4 separate regions of the Mus musculus genome follow, and all the other regions are linked to region 2. Evidence: chromatin contacts called from public HiChIP or PLAC-seq and promoter capture Hi-C data. All regions are on one chromosome and are shown on one strand. Each heading gives the region's core, a stretch centred on a gene start, on an enhancer-like site or on the middle of the called end of the contact. The rest is flanking DNA. Distances are from core to core; before and after follow the strand shown.

The links. HiChIP or PLAC-seq counts read pairs in DNA pulled down with a chosen protein or histone mark. Capture Hi-C pulls out chosen DNA fragments and counts their contacts.
Region 1: an H3K27ac HiChIP or PLAC-seq map of thymic regulatory T cells shows a contact between it and region 2, with 4 times the contacts expected there. The contact joins the promoter of Arf1 here to the promoter of 4930412M03Rik in region 2. A contact is called at or near these places in 4 of 39 promoter capture datasets (hippocampal neurons, liver and pre-B cells) and 1 of 115 datasets of contacts at active chromatin or transcription factors (thymic regulatory T cells).
Region 3: a promoter capture Hi-C map of liver shows a contact between it and region 2, with 2.1 times the contacts expected there. The contact joins the promoter of Snap47 here to the promoter of 4930412M03Rik in region 2.
Region 4: a FOXA1 HiChIP or PLAC-seq map of pancreatic cancer cells shows a contact between it and region 2. The contact joins the promoter of 4933439C10Rik here to the promoter of 4930412M03Rik in region 2. A contact is called at or near these places in 2 of 39 promoter capture datasets (the C10 cell line and pre-B cells) and 1 of 115 datasets of contacts at active chromatin or transcription factors (pancreatic cancer cells).

What each region holds. Positions count from the first base shown.
Region 1 is chr11:59,226,726-59,231,171 of GRCm38.p6, reverse strand. It overlaps Arf1 (ADP-ribosylation factor 1), which reads left to right and starts at 2,905. Exons shown (of 5, transcript NM_007476.3): 1 at 2,905-2,999.
Region 2 is chr11:60,113,638-60,118,034 of GRCm38.p6, reverse strand. 4930412M03Rik (RIKEN cDNA 4930412M03 gene) reads left to right here and starts at 2,803. Exons shown (of 1, transcript NR_164317.1): 1 at 2,803-4,397. All of the region lies in intron 1 of Rai1 (retinoic acid induced 1), which reads right to left.
Region 3 is chr11:59,447,668-59,451,987 of GRCm38.p6, reverse strand. Snap47 (synaptosomal-associated protein, 47) reads left to right here and starts at 1,954. Exons shown (of 5, transcript NM_144521.3): 1 at 1,954-2,073. It overlaps Jmjd4 (jumonji domain containing 4), which reads right to left and starts at 1,943. Exons shown (of 6, transcript NM_178659.6): 1 at 1,476-1,943; 2 at 1,148-1,313. The coding sequence starts at 1,743.
Region 4 is chr11:59,503,141-59,507,986 of GRCm38.p6, reverse strand. It overlaps 4933439C10Rik (RIKEN cDNA 4933439C10 gene), which reads right to left and starts at 2,334. Exons shown (of 5, transcript NR_015585.3): 1 at 1,101-2,334; 2 at 675-796; 3 at 49-156. Zkscan17 (zinc finger with KRAB and SCAN domains 17) reads left to right here and starts at 1,347. Exons shown (of 10, transcript NM_172941.4): 1 at 1,347-1,823; 2 at 2,025-2,159; 3 at 3,733-3,839; 4 at 4,177-4,603. The coding sequence starts at 4,214.

The DNA.
Region 1 (4,446 bases), core at 1,656-4,155, 890 kb after region 2:
GCAAACTTCAGTGGGCTCCACCTCAGGTGTGTGTGATACACGTATGCACAAGTGTGCACATGTATGTGTGTGTATATATATATATATATATATATATATATATATATATATATAGAGAGAGAGAGAGAGAGAGAGAGAGAGAGAGAGAAAGAAAGAGAGAGAGAGAGAGAGAGACTTCTACATCTCTAAGCATCAGTAGCCTGGCATGAATGCCATCCATCTTACAGAAACTGCAGAAATTGCCTGGGGCACAGGATGGGGTCTTCAAGGCACACACAGTTCCTTTCACCTCACTGAACCTCCTTTCTCTGGTCTTACTCTAGGAGTCCATCTGTCTCTTTAGCAACTGACAAAACCAGGAGGCCAGGCCCCTGGAGATCCACGCCTCTGACTAGGTGCTTAGGAGTAAACCTCGTAGTAGACTAGTCTACAGAAGAGGCCCTGGACTTTTCCCTGGCCTATGATCAGCTGAAGTGGAGGTTTGAGGCCATCGGCACTCCCAGCTTTCTAGTACAGGTAGCGGAAGGATCCTGGACAGCCACACGGACAGCTTCTTTCAGTCACAGCTCACCTCGCCCCCTCCTGGCCAGAGCTGGTCCATCCAGGGACCTCAGATAGGAAAAGGGACTCCTGGTCTCTAAGCAACCTTGTGGAAGAGTTAGCCTCAGTTTACCCGAGCAATTGCTATTTCCTGGTAGGGTCTGTCCCTAGTCATGCCCACTCAGGGCTCCCACACATATGTTTTCAAGCCCCCGCCACCCCACTGGGACAGGGCTCAAAGCAGAAGCACAGATGAAAGAAGGAAGTAAGTTTCTTCACTTGGGAGTAGGCATCCAGCAATCTGTCTTATCATTTTCAAAAAACTGTATCTTACATAAACCCCATCTTGTCTCTCCATATTGTTTTTCAATTTGCTAAGTTCCTCCTCACAAAATAAAGTTTCTTTGGCTTTCTATTTCTTTTAAAAATTTTAAAGATTTTGTTTTTTAAAAAATAAATATTTTTAAAAATTTAAGATTTTTTTTTAACTGTGTGTGGTTTATGCACGTGCTTGTGGAGGCAGAAGCTTCAGAGTCCCTGGAACCGGAGTTATGGGCAGTTGGGAGCTAGGAACAGAGCTTGGGTCCTCTGTGACAATAGTATGAAGAGTTTCTTCAGTTCAATTGTCCAACTTCCTTTTTAATACACACTTGGGGATGGAGTGATGGTTCTGTGGTCAAGTCCACTGCAGCTCTTGTAGAGGAACTGGGTTTGGTTCCCAGAAACTGCATAGTAACTCAAAACATCAGTAGCTCCAGTTCCAATGGATCTTCTGGACTTTTTGGGCACCAGGCACCCATATGGTATACATACATATTTATAGACACTCACATATATAGATAAAATAAGTAAATCTTGAAAAATTATATATATTTAAGTGAATATACAATTTAACATTCAAAGTTCATGTGCAATATGAAAATTTCACTGTGGCTTCAGCTGACCTGGGGAGGTAGGAAGAGCCTGCCTAGGTAGGTATCCACTTCAAATGTATCATCCATTACACATGTGGATATTAAATATCTACAAAGGCTGTTTAAAATTTTAACTGACACAAATAATTATTTACGGGGTACAGAGTGATGTTTTGAGCGGGACTACAATGTACAGTGGTCACATTACAATAAACAGAATGACTACCACCCTGTCTCCATTTTTTCATAATTTTAGCCTTTTTAGGTACAGAAAGGGAGTTTGGTTCTTGACTATTAGCCTGCGGTTTTCTGGACACCCCATCTCTTTGTCGACTTATCCATGAGGCTAAGACAGGCTTCTGGCATGGCTGGAATCACAGGTCTCAGGAGATGTCCTGCCATTTCTCCAGGGTTGGTGGCAGGCAGCGACACCCAAGGCTTTGTATAAACACTTGCTGTGTGTTGAGGGTGAGAGAGAACAGGCAAGCACCCCCATAGACGTTTACAGAAGCAGCATTTGAAAATGGAGCCCTGAGCGATGGAAAGGGATGTGTTAGGGTCAAGAAGGTGACTATTGCATCGAATCCTGCCAGGCTCAGCACCCACAACTCTGGGGAGAAAGCTCTGGAGGTCTCAACCCCCAAACACAGTGAGGATGCCCTGTACCCTGTGCCTGGACACAACAGTGGCTGAAGCAGGCCCTGGTAACAGAACTGTCTCCTGCTAACTCAATAGATAGGGCTCCAGGCTCAAAAGAATCTCCCAGGGCCCTCAACATCTCCTACCTGTGGGACTTCTCCCAACAGCACACGGGGTGGAAGAACTGGATAGGGAGGACAGAGCCTGGGCCTGATTCCTGCATCGATGGGGAGAGTTAACGGATTCCTCCTCACCTGCACCCTGAAGGAGGCCACCCCATCACTGCCTCTCAGGCAGTGCTATGCCCATGCAGGTGTCTGGTCCTCTCAGTCAGCTCTGAGCGTGCACACAGGTCCAAGACCAGTGTGGAGACATGGTGCTTGTCTGACATTTGGCCTGCGCCTCTTCCCACTTTGGCCATCTGTCGGTCACATCATTCTCTTCAATTCCAGGGCCCAGCTGGAATATCAGAGACCCTGGGGTACTGTGAGAAGGACATTACACCTCCTAGGGCTGACACGACCTTCCCACTCTGACCTTGGCGCTCTAGAACGCTTACTGGCCTCAACCCCCGCATCCGCGGAATGGGCTGGAATTCCGCAGGAAGGCGCGCGTGCGCACGCGCCGGCGGACACGGAACTCCATACACCACACCCTTGCTCGTTCTAGTGCCGGGAGCCAGAGTGCTAGCCCGGGACCCGATCCGGAAACAGAGCGACCTCGGCTCCGCCCCGTGAAGGCTACAAAGTGCAGACGCGCAAGCGCCATCCGTGTGGGGGCGGGGCCCTCTGCGTGCCCGCCCTCTTCCCCCGGCGTGCCCCGCGGCAGGCGCTGACGTGGCTGCCGTCAGCGCCGCCATCTTGTGGGAGCGAAACCAACGCCTGGCTGGGAGCAGCCGCCGCGGAGGTGAGACGCGGGGCGCGCTGAGGCCGAAACTGGGGAGGCCGCGGGCTGGTCATCGTGGGAGTCAAGGGGGCGCTCAGCTGCGGCTGCTAAGGACCGAGTCCGGTCGGGCGGCCTGAGGTCTATGCTCAGTGAGCTCGGCGGCAGGCCGGACAGAGGATCGGGACGCCCCGGAGTCCCGCGTCGCCCACGGCCGCTTGGCCCTCCCCCACTCCGCGGCCCTTACGCCTGCCTGGCCGCCCGCCGCGGGCCGCAGCCCGGAAGTCCGGCCAGGACGCCGGCTCTTCTCCAGGAAGCCAGGTTTCCTGCTGTTCCTCTCTGCGCCTCTCCTAGGCTCCACGGCCCGAGAGCCTGGGAGCGGGGAGCAGGGTTCGGGGGGTCACGGGGTTTTCCTTCTTAAAGGCTAGCCGGCCGCTTCAGATACGGCATGAACCGCGGGCTTGGGGAAACTGAGGCTCGGGTGGCCCCGAGACGACGTCAAGGTCACTCGGGTGGCGAGGTCTTCCTCTTCTGTCTCTCGAGTCCGGTTCCTGTCGGCCTGGAGGACCGAAGTTGTAGGAAGGGGGAAGGGAAAGGGACAGGTGTCGGACAGGGGCTCCGAACTGCGGATCCAGGTGCTGGGATTTAACACGCGCATTTGCGGATCTCGGGGGATACCAGAATACCCACTGTGATCCCCAATTAGCCGTGATTTGGGCCCCGAATATCGTCGGTGAGATCTGCATTGGGGTGCCGATGGCCCCCGGAGGGGTTTGAGCCTTGTTTCGCCTCTTGACCGGCTCCTTTATGCACTTTTGGGTGGATTAGAAAGGCCATTCTGAATTGGAGAATCTTTAACCTGCCCATGGAATAACCCGTTCCCGGCCTCTGAGCAGTCCGCAGGTACAGAGACCAGGTCCAGTACACAATTCTGGCTGTCCATTTAGGGTGGTCGTGCCATGTCAGTTTGTAGTGTAGGTAGCTACATATGTTGTATGGTCTAGCTACATAGAACAAATGCAAAATGCTAGGGATTCTGTTCACATCAAGAAGGAATTCTCCCATTCAAACAGCAACTGGCTGCTTTGTCAGGAAAGGAAGGGTCAGCTGCTCTTGGTCCCAGAAGTCATTGGAGAGCCCAGTAGTTGATGCCACAACCCATGTTGGAGTCTTCTGTTGTAGTTCTTGTTTCACAACTAGTGGTCAGCAGTTTTTCCTGCAGGCTGATTCTGGTGGTTTCTGCCGTGTCTGTCAGAAGACTAGTGAGGTGCCATGGTGCTTTGTGTGCTGGCCTCGTGTCTCTCCTCTGTCTTAGCCAGTATCCACAGTGCCTGACATAGGTGACTATAGTGTCCTCACTTTTGAACTTTTAGCAGCACTAGCAGAAATAGCCTAAACTATGAGATTTGATGCACTGTGTTACTACCTGGTTTCTCTGTTTCTCCAGAGAGTTGTGTGGTGTAAGGGCCAG
Region 2 (4,397 bases), core at 1,554-4,053:
AAAATTTACAGGACTGATGGCTGCATGCTGACAACATGCCTACTGTACCTTTTCAATAGCACACACTGATGGTGGCAGGCAGTGACGGGGGGGGGGGGGGGGGGGGGCTTGGTGCTGGTCCTGACACCCCTGTGCTGGGCAAGGGACAGTCTATGGTTTTTCCATCTGTTGAATTTAGCTGCCACTCAAAATGCAAATTCAACATTCTCTGTCTAGGAAGCTTTCCACCCTCGGTCTTAGAAGCCTTTCCAGTGTAATCCATCTAGCAACTGAGATCCTCCAAGGTCTACCTCAGAGGGCCTGGGTGGCTAAGACTGCACTGTGAAGACAAAAGAAGAAAAGAAGCTGGCTACAGGGTGAATGAGGGCAGGGTAGTTCAGAGCCAGATCTGGGAGTTGTCTGGACATAGGAAGGTTGTACCCTGTGCCAGGCCTACATGCCTCCAGTGAGAGGTTATGGAGCTAGGACAGCAGACCCTGATTCTCAGCAAGACCAGACAAAAAGAATAGTCAAGAGATGAACACAAGTCTCTAGGTCTGAGGGAAGGTTGCCTGGCTCTGGGTGAGGCTGGGTCTGATCCTTTCCAGCCTTGTATGTCTGGCCAAATAAAAGTCTTTGCTTGAGCCTAGGGCTCAACATGGGCCAAGAACCTTCTGGGTTCCTGTACAGAATGGTGGCTTCCTCAACCTCTCTTATAAGAAAGACTCCTGGGCCAGGCGTGGTAGTGCACGCCTTTAATCCCAGCACTCGGGAGGCAGAGGCAGGCAGATTTCTGAGTTCGAGACCAGCCTGGTCTACAAAGTGAGTTCCAGGACAGCCAGGGCTATACAGAGAAACCCTGTCTCGAAAAAACAAAACAAAACAAACAAAAAACAAACAAACAAAGATGCCTGGTCCAAGACACTTGTTAGAGGTTAATGGCAGGAAAAGAGACCTGCCAAGGGTCTGTGGATAGAGAGATGAGTGACATGACTACCTGGGTAGCCCAACAGGCTGCTAGCTCTCCTAAGATTAAAACTCCCCATCTCAGATTCCCACGGATGCACAGAACAGAGGATGATACCTTGTAGTGCACTATGCCGATCCGGTGTCCACACTAAGTTTGGCATCAATATGGTGACATCCTGGGAGTTGGGGACACCAGGTTTCTGGGAATTGAACTCCAGAACTTTGGAAGAGCAGTCAGTGCTCCTAATAGCGGAGCCATCTCTCCAGCCTTTCTCTGCCTCTTACTGTGGGGTGGAGTTTAGGCAGAATGCTAACATACCTTGTATGGCATTATATGAGAAAGGCAGAGTATATACTTCAGGTACCTACAAGAGTGGTAGCATACACAGTAAGGATAACCCTATGACAGGCAATGCCTTTAGAGACTAGAATATGGGTAAATTTCTTCCTTTTAACTCATATTTTTCAAAAGTTCTATAATAAGCCTGTTCTCCTTTTATAGCAAGAAAAAAAAGCTATTAAAGTCATCAAATACTTTACAAGTCCAAACATACAGCATGACTCTTTCATTCTTTGCATTTGTTGTGCTCATCCCATATTGTTTTTCAGGAATTTAGGACACACACACATACAGTGTGAATGAGTGAGTGTGTGTGTAGAGGAAAACTTGCCAGAGTCAGTTTTCTTCAAAGTCAGGTCACGAGGCTTTGTAGCAGGCCCTTTACCTGCTAAGCCATCTCACTGGTCCTATATCGTTTTTTGAGATGAGGGTTTTGGTATGTTGCACAAGCTAATCCTAAACTCCTGCTGCACTCAACCTCAAAAGGAGCTGAGATGTCAGGCATGGGTGGGTCTGGTTCTACTTTTGAACTTCTCTACAGTCAGCATATTCAGATTATCAGACTAGAAAATACTTAGAATTGGGAAGTTTTGTTTTGTTTTGAAACACAAGAACTCCTCATTATACAACCCAGGCTGGTCTCAATCTTGCTAGCCTATCAACCTCAGCTTCCTGAAGCGCTAGAGATACAAGTGTGCACCACTACTCTTGGCCTACATATCAAGATACATCCTTCTGCTTCCATAAAAACCTACTCTCGTCCTCCTGTGTGTGCCCTGGGTGAGGCTGAAGAAAGGCAGAGTCCAGCAGCTTAAGAGGCAATCTTCTTGCCAAGACCCTAAGACCAGTATTAAATTTAGCTGCCTGCTCCATACAAGCAGAAGGGGGCAGAAGCCAACTGAATTGGAGCCTCTTACTGGACTAGAGGAAAGAAAGCAGATCAGGAGGGTGAAGTTAGGGATTCAAGGCATGAAAAGCATGCGGAGAGAGGGCAGCATTACATGGGTCAAACTTGGCAACAAAGTTTAGTTACAGGTTTCCCAGGGCAGGCGATGGAGCCCGGGCTCAGAAAGTAAGAATGTACCTCCTGGCCAGGCAACCAAACGTCTGCCAGCTACAAGAGGCCAAGTGCTGGGCTCTGTCGAGGACAAGCGAGTACCTCTGGGCACAACTCTGCCAGTGTAAGAGAGTGTCGGGGCGCTCCCCGCGCCTCGTCCGTGAAGGACCGCGCAAAGAAGCACCAAGGCTGTGGCACCCGGGGGAGGGGAGAGCTAGACAGCAGAGAGCCCTGAGAGTACCTTCCCAGGTCTGGAAGCCACGCCTCCGGCTTTGCAATCCCGGAAAGGGGCCCGGCTCTACCAGGGGCGGGGCCTTGGCTGCCGGTCCCAGCAGCGCGGAGCATGACGGGCCAGGAGCTGCCATGGCGACTCAGTGCCCGCCCCGCCCCGCCCCGCCCCGCCCCTTGCACCTCCCGTGTGGAACGCTGCTTAGGGGGGCGCCGCGGGCTGGCGGGCAGGAAGCGCGGGCGTCTGCCCTCCCGCCGCCCGTTTCGAGGTCGTGGAGAGGAGAGGAAATGGCCCCGGAGCAACCACGCAGCTGCCTGATCGTCTGGCCCGACCGCGCCTCAGTAGATTTGGGTCCTGGTCTGAGCAGCCGGGCTGGTGCGGGTGTCCTCACTAGGATAATGAATACAGCTCCACTACCTATACTACCCAAGACGACCCCTCACACGCTCTGCGAGGAAACCGGTCTTCGGACCTGTGCCCCCAACCTGGTGGCCTGCACCAGTGATAGGGCAATTTGACTCCTAGTCGTGGGGGCTTGTGATACTATCTCTACCTACAGACACCCACTGCCTGTCACTGCACAGTAAACCTTCCTGCTCCACAGGGCTGCCTCCCCACTGGAATTCCCACCGTGTTCCTGGTTCTGGAAAGTCTGTTTTCCCGGGTGGCCATGATACCCTCCCTACTACTCCACTTCTTCCTTGCAGTCACAAGCAGCAGAGTGGAATGGGAGCTCGACACTGACTAGGCCTTTAACAGTCCTAAGGTATGTTAGTCCTAAGGTATGTTAGTCCCAGGGAGTCCGTTAGATCTGTACAGAAGTCAAGTGGCAGGGCCCAAGCGTTGCCTGTCTACAAGGAATGGGCCTCGTCATCCAGCTCTGGCTACCCACAACCCAACTACAGCTCGACCTCCCATACCTCCTCCCTCTCTCGCCTACCACAGGCCTGGCTTCCCTTCTGAGCCGCCAATCTGAAGCCACACAAAGGCCTGTTTGTTTGCTTTCACTCCGACTCCCCCCCCTGGATCCTATGTCTTTTCTCTGCTACCTGCCGGCAGGGCTTCCTCTCCCAGCCGCCAGCGGGCTGAAGAGGAGGGGCCGAAGGGAAAGAGGGGCAGCCATTGCAGAAAGCCCTGCCTCATGATCACCCCGTGGTTCCTCGAATCCACCTCCCTAGTACCAGGAGCTCTCAGTTTGATGGCTTGACAAATGACGATGACACTGGTGTCCCTTCAAGGTGTCTCCGAATAAAGGGAGCTAGCTGGGTGGGCAATACCTGGGTAGAGAAAGAGGAGCAGATAGACTCAGCTAGTCTCCCCCTATCCATGTGAACAAGATTTGTTTGTAAGAAAGGCTGCCTTGGCTTTCTAAGCAACCTGGAGTCTGCCAGGAGATATGGAGATGAAGGGGGCCAGGAGGCCTCGATGGAGCAGGCAGAAGGATGTTGTTTCCCAGCTCCCCCTCGGTTGGTGGGTGCCCTCAGTGTCCACTTTGGCTAGGCACCCCAGAGAACATCTTGTGTCTCAGAAGCCCTGCACAGCCAAGTGAGCTGAAATAAGGCTTTCACGGGCAAAGAAAAACAAACAGCCACATTCCACACCACCTTCTCTACCTGCAGAGGGAGGCTGCCCTCTCTCCCCATTCAAATAAAGAAATTCGACACTGATATAGCACAGAGATAGGCAATCTGGCCTGGCTCCCCCACCAGAGCTCTTTTATTGCACCCTGCCAAGCTGGGTGGCCCAGGGCGGGTCCTTCCCTCCCTGGGGCCTCTTTCCCTTTCCAGGCTGAGTTTAACCCCTATGGCCACTTCCAGGATGAA
Region 3 (4,320 bases), core at 705-3,204, 670 kb after region 2:
TCCCACTCTACAGTTCAGAGCCTTATTGCGCACACAAATGATACAGGAATTCAACTGTTCATTGGTTCACTCAATGTTACACTGTGCCTTTTGCTGGGGGTCTGAGTACAATGGTCTGTACTTGTGAAAGGGACGTCAGGTAGAGGAAAACACACAGTCGCAGGGTCACCATGGAAAAGGGTAATGCTCTTCCCAAAGAGAGCATCACGTGAGCTGGGTCTTAGGGACAGCCCAAACTCCTGAGATGTAGGGAGCGCCTCGGCTTATGATGGCCTTACGTACTGACATGTCCAAGCTGAAAATACCATAAATGTCAAAACATACTAACAGTATGTGTTTATATGCTCACAACCTTAGCATTCCCAGTTCCAAAAGGAAAACACAACAGTGTGCCTAAGTGCATGACTACCGTAGCTTAGCACAGCAACAGAGCACACTGTAAAGGTGTGATCATTTTAGTAGATCCGGGGGTTTAGATGGAGGTTATGGCTTCTTGACCCTGTCCATCATTGAGAGAGAAGGGTGGGAGATGAACAGACCATATATAGCTAGCCTGGGAAGACACCATAATTCAAATTTTGAAGTAGTTTCTACTGACTGCAATGCATTCTTGCTCCAGCAAGACGTCAAAAATCTCCTAAGTAAAGCTGTCACAAGATGCTGTGTGAGAAAAGTGGAAGCTGATAAGGGAGAGTATTGAATGTGTCTTTAAAGAGTAAAGGGGTTTCCAAAGTGGGACAAGAGTGGTTGCGGAAAGGTCACTTGTCCCTTTAGAGAGCTTAGAATGGCCCAGGGGATGGCAAGAATCCCCAGAGCAATCGTAGAAGGAACAAGCGTCCTCTCAGTGGGGTTGCAGAGAGGACAGCCCCAGAGGATCTGAGATACCAGCTCAAAAATACAGAAGAGGAAGGAGACACCAGGCCGCCTGTACCCATACAAGATGTACGAAAGACTTACCTTCCCCATAATAGTCTACCTGGCTCGCTATGTTGATCTCCCCACATCTTCGCATCAGTTCTGTGATACACATTAGAACTCTGCTGTAGAGGTAGCCCCTCTGAGTGCAGTGGGCGTGCTCCACCTGGACTGGCTGCACTAGCTGCTTAGGGTAAGTGCCCAATGGCCATGCGCCGTCCTGTCTTATTACCTGCACAGATGCCAGTCCTTGAGGTAGAGGCAGCCCCGCGAAGAGGAGTAACTCCCTTGGATGTAGTCCTTCCAGTAACTGATATAGTCGCGGAAGGACATGTGCTCCTTGGGGTTTGAATTGTATTCTCGCACTCCACAGTTGGCAACCGGTACAACCGCGTCTCCTGCAGCGAGAGAGTCAGCACAGAAATGGCAGAGTCATACACGTAGTTCACCATCTTGGGGTCCGGCCACCCTCTGGCCGAATTATCCAGACTCCACTAGTCTGTCCGGCCCCGGCCGCCCTCCCATGCCGGGGTCTATACCTCCCGTCTGCGCCCTCCTACCATACTTCTGCTGCAGATACTCGAAGTCAGGCTTTCCCTCCGAGGTCACCCAGCGCCGCCTGCTGCCCCAGCCCTCGGTGAAGGCGCTAGAAAACACGCAGGGCAGGTTAGGCAGCAGGAAGCCCTTCACGAAGTCAGCATAGGAGAAGGCGTTCGGGGTCTGAATGAAGGTCACGCCGCTGGGTGTGGGGCCGCCACCGCCGCTAGGGACTGGGTCTCGGAGGTCCCGGTAGTACCGCTCGGCAAAGGTGCGTGTCTCCCGATCCATCCACCGGGAAACCTGACCCCAGAGGCCCAGTCCGGCTTCTCGCTACACCCCAAATAGGGACCGGAGGCTGAGAAACCCCCTAAAATCAGCTCGGAGTGGTAACCACAGAGAAAGAGCCCGGAACGAAAAGCCACAGGTGCGACATTCCAGCAGGAACGCGGGCCTTGGGGCTCCCAGGGTGTGCGCGTGCGCGCCTACGCGGCCCCGCCCTCTCGCGCAGGCGTACAAGCGCTCGCCGAGTGGCTGACCTGCTCCCCAGCTGCTGGCGTCTCTGTCTGGTGGTCCAGTGGAGCGTGCCATTGCGTCTTCTGCGTGCTCCTCTTGCCTCAGGTGAGCTGCTACCGCGCAGCTAGCCAGTACCGGAGCCCGCCACCGACACAGGAGATGAACATCAGTCTCAAACCTCAAAGGATGACTGGGTCCTGAGAGGATGCTGGGGCGCAGAGCGGGCGGTCAGGATCCGCGGGGGGTGGGGCGGCGGGGTGGGGGTGGGGCGGCGGGTGGGGGTGGGGCGGCGGGGTTGGGCGGCGGGGTGGGGGGTGGGGGTGATGTTCCCGAGTGTCTTGGATAGATTGTGGAGGAACCTTTTAAAGGATTGTGATGTTTCCTTAGAAATAGAACGAGGAAAAATTAAAAGGAGAAAATGAGCTTTTTTGGGGGGCGGGGGGGGGGAGATGCTGAGGTTCAGGTAGAGAGGTATGTATGCATTGGGAAGAGGGGAAGGATAGAAACGAGGCGGAGGAGGGTTGTTTGGCCAAACTCGCCTGTTGTGGCCTTTATCGTGACGCTTGTCTGGAGCTGTGTTGCGGCTAGGTCATGGTAGAGATGACAGCTCATAGAGAAATTCAAGTGACGAGAAACATCGATGCCAGGACTCGTGGTGCACGCCTATAATCCCAGTATTGGGGATGCTGAAACGGAAAGGTTCCGAGGTTCTAAGCCAAAATGAACCACAAATCATGACTTAGCTCCAAAAGAAAAAAAGCCAGGTTACAATAACAACAACAATAAAACCCCAACGCACCCAGAATTCCATTCACGTGTAATCACTAACTCTGGTATTGAGCCAGTTTTTTCCAGGTATGCATGTGTTTATACATTTTATCCCTGTTACCCCCTCCCTCTCTTCCCTCTTTTCCTGCATTGGCAGCATGTTATATTTGGAAACACCATTTTAGATTTTTTAAAATCTCCTCCTACAATTGGCCTACAATTCTTAAAATTCCTGGACAGGTTGAGTTGATAAATGCCATTTTGCATGCTAATGAGTCCAACACCATCCAACAGCCAGTAGGGTAGATTCCAGATGGAATGGCTCACTGAAAGACCTGAGTAGGATCAGAGGGTGGGGACTTTGAACCCAGCCCTCAGCTTCTAGGGCTAAAGGTTGAGTGGGTCATCAGTGGTCAGTGTCTCATCAGTCATGTCCACAGCATCCCTAGAAGACCCATTCAGAGGATCCTATGTGCTTAGGGAGGTGAGGGCTGGTTCTTCTTAGAAGTTGGTGGTTTTCTGAGTAATACGAGCTTCTAGGGGAACTCCAAACCAAGGAGGACCTCTGGAACCCTGCTTTCTAGGTGCTGGCCATCAGAGTGGTACTACAACCTGGGCTTGCATCTGCACCAATGTAGGGACATCTTGGGAGACAGAACCCCACCCTTGGGACCTAATATGATCTTGAGGCAGACATTTGTCAGAGCTGAACTGAATTAAGGACATTCTTCCTCTGGTGTTCACTGATAAGGACCCTTTTAGGGTCCCAGAATCCTGTACTGACTAGGACATGAGAGTAGAGGTAAAATATGTAGTTTGTTTTGTTTTCTGGGAAAGTATGAAACCCAGTTAGGAATTACTTCTTTGCTTGAGTATCTAAGACCATTGTCCACGAGCAAGAAAGAGGTCAGGGCCAGCAGGTAGGTATATATGCTCTCAAGAGCTCTGGGGCAGCGTAGCCTGTGGCACTGTAATGGGAACATGAGCCCTTGTGCCCTGTGTAGTTAGTGCTGTAATCCTGGTCTTCACATGATAGCTGGCCTCTGGGTGTTAGTAACAGAGCCGATTATGTGAGGCCTGGCGAGAGGCCCGAAACCCAGGTGTGTGCCCATGAAGTTGCCTCTCCTACCTCCAGCTGGGAAGTGCTGGTGATGCACATCCCCAGCCCACACAGACCTATGGAAACTGCGCATCCTGGGCAGAGCCACCCCAGAAGAAAACAGGAAAGGATTGGAATTGGCACCCTGGGGAGGGGAGGGGAGGTGGAAACACTGCACAGTCTCATTTCTCTCTCTGAATTTCTAGAGCATACCCTGCAGCAAGGCTGTGGTGTTTGCTCGAAACATCCTCAGACAGCATGCCTGAGCCTCCCAGGGTGGGGATGGGAACTTCTGAGGGAGTGGAAAGAGGGTCTGCTACAGAGCAGGAGGGCAGGTAATGGAAAAAGCCAGTCTTGCCGCCCCCGCTCGGACACACTGCCCCACTGTTCTCCCACTCAGCCTTGTAATGGGAAGGTGTGCAAAATGTTGCGTCTTCTGTTACTTTGGAAATTAACTAAAAATAGGCTGTTTACTTGCTATTGAG
Region 4 (4,846 bases), core at 1,085-3,584, 610 kb after region 2:
GCCTCACAATGAAGCAGACAGCATCAGTCTCCTGTATGAGGGAGGTACCTGAAGCACAGAGAGGTCACGCAGGCCTTAGATCACCTGACTGCGCCTTGATGGGTGTGATTTAACACAGGTGCTCCGATTCCAGTCTATTAGTCCCTATTCCAGGTTCTATGCAGAAGAAACACAGAAAGAAGGCATATTAGGAGTCATTGGCGGCTTCTGAACAGCGAGAGGGGACCTAAATCCTGAGAGTTGTGAGCTCAGGGGGAGAAACTAAAGGGAAAGTGTTTGTGGGGGGAGAAAAATCCCATGTATCAGCCACCTCCTGGCGCTGCATTTTACCTGCGTGAGGGCTCCAATAAGTGCGCCTCTGAGGAATCCAAGTATTGAGCAGCCACCAGGCAGGAGCCTAAACAGCAGCCCTTCGGGATACACAACTGGACTAATCACTAGGCTTGACTCCCCAACGGGGTCTTTGGTCATTCCAGGCTGTGCTTCCTGGCTGGTGTTTTTGAAAAGGGATTGGCATGGATTTGTAAGTCTAGGTGGCTCCTATTGCTCTCTGTGAGCCTTAAGTCCCAGCCTTGGGTGACCCTTGCTTGCTCAGCGTTCTTCTGCACTTGGGGAACAATCATCCACTTGACTCACCTCCTAATGTCCCAAAACCTCGACCCTTAACTCCATACCTACTAGTCGGAAGAGATTGTCCCAGTCCCAATTATTAGAAGGAAACGGAAGCACGAAGTCTGCCGGTGGTGGGGTGTCTCTATCAAACCACCTTCTTTAAGGGTGACTTCCTACCATGTACCTTCGAAAGAGAACCAGAAAGGGGAAAAAAAATCAGCACAGTAGCTCACTTCTAGGCAGATTTTTCTTTGCTTCCTCCCTTTGACAGTCCGGCTCCATTGTCCAGCCCGAGGGAACTGAGGGAGGATTTGGACTCTACTCAACACAGGGTAGATGAGGCAGGAATAGGTTCCAATGCCCTAGTTCTTGGTCACCTCTCACTCTCCGTGACTTAAGTCACTCTGTCCTGTGTTTATGCATTAAGCCAGCGACAAGCTCCCCAACTCATACTCTCAGGATTGGCAACCTTCTCTCTCCGTACTCACCAGGACTATCCTGGTGCTCAGAGGGACCCAGAGTGCTACAGTCTTCCTTAAACAGAGAAATCGTAGATCATCTCCATGCCACGAAGCCGCGGGCCGCTGCTTCGGCGAGCACCGTGGATCGCTGGGTCTGCATTTCTCCAGTCCTACCGATTTGGGTGGCTCTGGCAGCGTTGGCTTTGAAATGGAATTGCGGCTGGAAGGGATTGGGGCACAACAGCACACACGGGATGCAAATGGTCACTGGGAGATCCCCTTACACCTCATCCCTCCTCCTCCCAATTCTGGCATTTCGCCAGCGCCGCCAGACCAGCCCTTCCCTGCGCCCACACAAGAGGAGCAGAGAAGAGCAAAGCCCCAAGCCGGCCTCCCTGGCTGGTGGCCGCGCGAACTGGCCCCCAGCGCCCGGGTCCCGCCGGGGCGCGCGCGCGCATCCCGAGCCCGCTAGGAAGGCCCACAAAGCTAAAGCCCGGGCCCCGGGCCCAGGCCGGGAGAGCACGGAGCGGGGCGGGGCGGGGCGGTCCAGGCGGGCCGGGGGTGTCGGATGTCACCCCCCCGCGTACACCTCGGCCAGGAGGCGGGGAAGCGAACCACTGAGATGAGGAGACCTCCTCGGTCCTAGAGCGGTGCAGGAAGTGTCCCAGGGGAGGGAGCCGGAGGGCTCCGGCCTTTCCTTTCCGCGGCGGCCCGGCCTACGCGGCCCGCCAACCGGGACGCTGCGCAGCGGTGAGTATACTGTGGCCCGGCTTCCCATGCCCCGCTGTCTGAACCCGGAACCCGCTCCCCACTTCCCGCGCTCTGATCCCCAGCCCGCGCCTGGGTCCTGCTCCCTGTTCTCCTCTTCCCGCGTCCGGGCCCAGATCCCTGCTCCCAGAGCCGCGTCCTCATAGGTGCCCTCGGGGATGAAGCAATACAATTCTCTTCCAGGCGTCTCCCTTCGCTCCCAAGCCCAGCTGATGCATTCTAGAGGATCCCGAGACAGGGTTGGCCTGGCCAGGGACCGAGTCTGGCCCATGCATTGGAGCCGCCTCTGCCAAAACACCAGAGAGACCGAGCTGGAAGGTGAGGATCTGCTCGCCTGCTGTCCCGGGCTTCGAAGGAAAGAGCCAGCAAATCTGAAAGAGTGGAAGCGACAGAAACCCCATAGTTCTCCTGGCCTAAAACACCCTCCTCTTCCTCCTCCTCCTGCTCTTCATTCCTTCCCTGGGATCCTGCGCCTTCAATAACTGCTTTGGGCAAGCCCCGCCCCTGCGGGAGCCCTCCCCTCCCTAACGGTAGTTCATTCATAAAGCTTCCGCTCCCGAGGCTCCTGCGCGCCAGGTGCCAGAGTGACAAAGAGGCACACGCTTGTCTGGCCTAGGGCTCTTTGAGAGCAGTCCCCCAGCAGAACCGGGTGCTGAGGGTGGGACCCTGGACACACTATCCTAAGTGTAGACCTGAGCCATTCAGGGCCCAGCAGGTGGGAGACAGTGGGCGGAGGAAGCAGGAGAGAGCGGGCGGGGCCCGGATTGGGTTCTTAATACGGGAGTAAGACGTGAGAGTAGTCGAGGTTCACAGCCTGTTGCTTTCAGAAGCTCGCGTCGGGTGTCTGCCTTTACTTCGGCAATCAGAGGAATACAGAAAAGTTGAGGTTCCAGGTTGTTATTCGGTTGCTTGGTGGCTTTCTGGTATCGCTTGTCTTCCAGCAAAGTGGTGCTGCCCCGCTGGGAGTCTCTTCCAGGTGAGGGTGTAAAGGGCCAGGCAGTGAGCGGCCCTGCCTGGGCTTTTCCGGAATCCCGAGAGCCCAACTCGGTGACTCCGTTTACCTTTTCTCCGAGTGTTCCAAAGTGTGGGTCAAGTGGAGAGACCGTGATATACTGTGCCCCTGGTGTGTTTGCTGGATTGTGTATGTGATAGTCGGGCTGAAAGCCTGGCGGTGACTGCCTCCTCTCTCATGACCAGGAAGGGCCACAATGTCACTATGTGTACCACTGCCTTAAGGAGAATCTGGAGAAAACAAGGGATAGGCTCAGACGGAACACTAGTAGCTTTTTTTTTTTTAGCCACATTTTTAGGTACTAAAATATAATTACATAACTACCCCCTTCCCTTCCCTCCAGCCCCTTTTACTCACACACACACACACACACACACTTATGCACGCACCTGCACACTTAACTATATAACAAGAACTTAAAAATTTTTTTTGAGATTTAAATTTTTAATAACATGTATACCTGTGTAGATATCTTTGTGTGAGTCTATGCCCTTGGGTGCGGTGCCCATGGAGGCTCGAAGAGGGTGTGGGAAACACTTACAGGACTTTGTGGACAGAGGGAAAAGTAGTGTGTACTCTCAACCAACCACTCAGCTGCTTCTGCAGCCCCTGTGTTGGACCAGGTGCGTGTAAGGCTTGTCATAAAGCACTGTATGGGGAAGAGGCACAGTCTTAGCTGCAACTCTGACACTGAGCTGTACCCCCAGGCCTAGCATTGGTGGTTTTAAATACAAGTCTTACTTTAACGCTCTGAGTTCCTTCTGTACCTGGGAGTTTTTGTCCTTGCCAGCACAGAGTGAAAGTTTCTGTCCCTGGCAGAGTGACATTGTTCCACGGTGGTCTTGCATAACTTCCCTTGCATATTTTTTTTTCCTCCAGTTCAATTTGTGAAGACCTCAAGAACAGAGACGGTGACTTCGACTCCAAAGCTTCAAGATTGTGGCCTGCTGGGGCTATTATCCTCCAGGAGGACCTGTCCATCAAAGGTATCACAAACCTTGGTTACACATAGATGCCTGTGGCCTCCTTGTTCTCCTGGGGTACTGGGAATGCCAGTGTCCTGTTGAATCGCCACCACTTTTCTCCCAAATGCCCTGCCTTCTTTACTGCCACATGTTAGGGGACTCCTCATGGAGTGATGGCTTGTGGGAAGGGTCATCTTTCTTTCGGTTCCCATGTGTAAGGACCAGCCACACCAACACTTCGTACATTTCCCAGGAATTCCTCAAAGGGCTGGTCTCCCATGGGCTCTGCCTAGCACCCCCTCAGAAGTGGCCACAGGAGACCAGAGCATTGAAGCCAGTGATTTCTGTTTGGAAATAGGGTCGTCTTCTGCCGCTGACCCCCATCAAATCCCATCATGCCCACAGCCCTGTGCCCACGAGTCTTGGCTCCAAAGGAAAGTGAGGAGCCCAGGAAAATGAGGAGTCCTCCTGGAGAGAACCCCAGCCCTCAGGGTGAGCCTCCCAGCCCAGAGTCCTCTCGACGCCTCTTCCGCCGCTTCCGCTACCAGGAGGCCGCAGGCCCTCGGGAGGCCCTGCAGCGCCTCTGGGAGCTGTGCCGGGGCTGGCTGAGGCTCGAAAGGCACACGAAGGAGCAGATCCTGGAGCTACTGGTGCTGGAGCAGTTCTTGGCTATCCTGCCGTGGGAGATCCAGAGCTGGGTGCGAGCCCAGGAGCCTGAGAGCGGAGAGCAGGCTGTGGCTGCAGTAGAGGCTCTGGAACGGGAGCCAGGGAGACCCTGGCAGTGGGTGAGCACCGGGCGTCTGGGAGAGGGGAGCCCTTGCTGACCCTGTGAGACTTCTGACCCCAGATGAGAAATTCTGTCCAGACCCAGTTTGCTTTCTTTCCTAAGAAAGCAAACATTACTCTCTATGAAGTCTAAGTTGAGATGATTGTTACCCATCAAGTCCATGGATGGCAAGACCAGAAAGGGAGAAGGCCTACACAGATCTGTGCAGAGCCTATGGGCCGGGCTTTATCATACTCCTCTC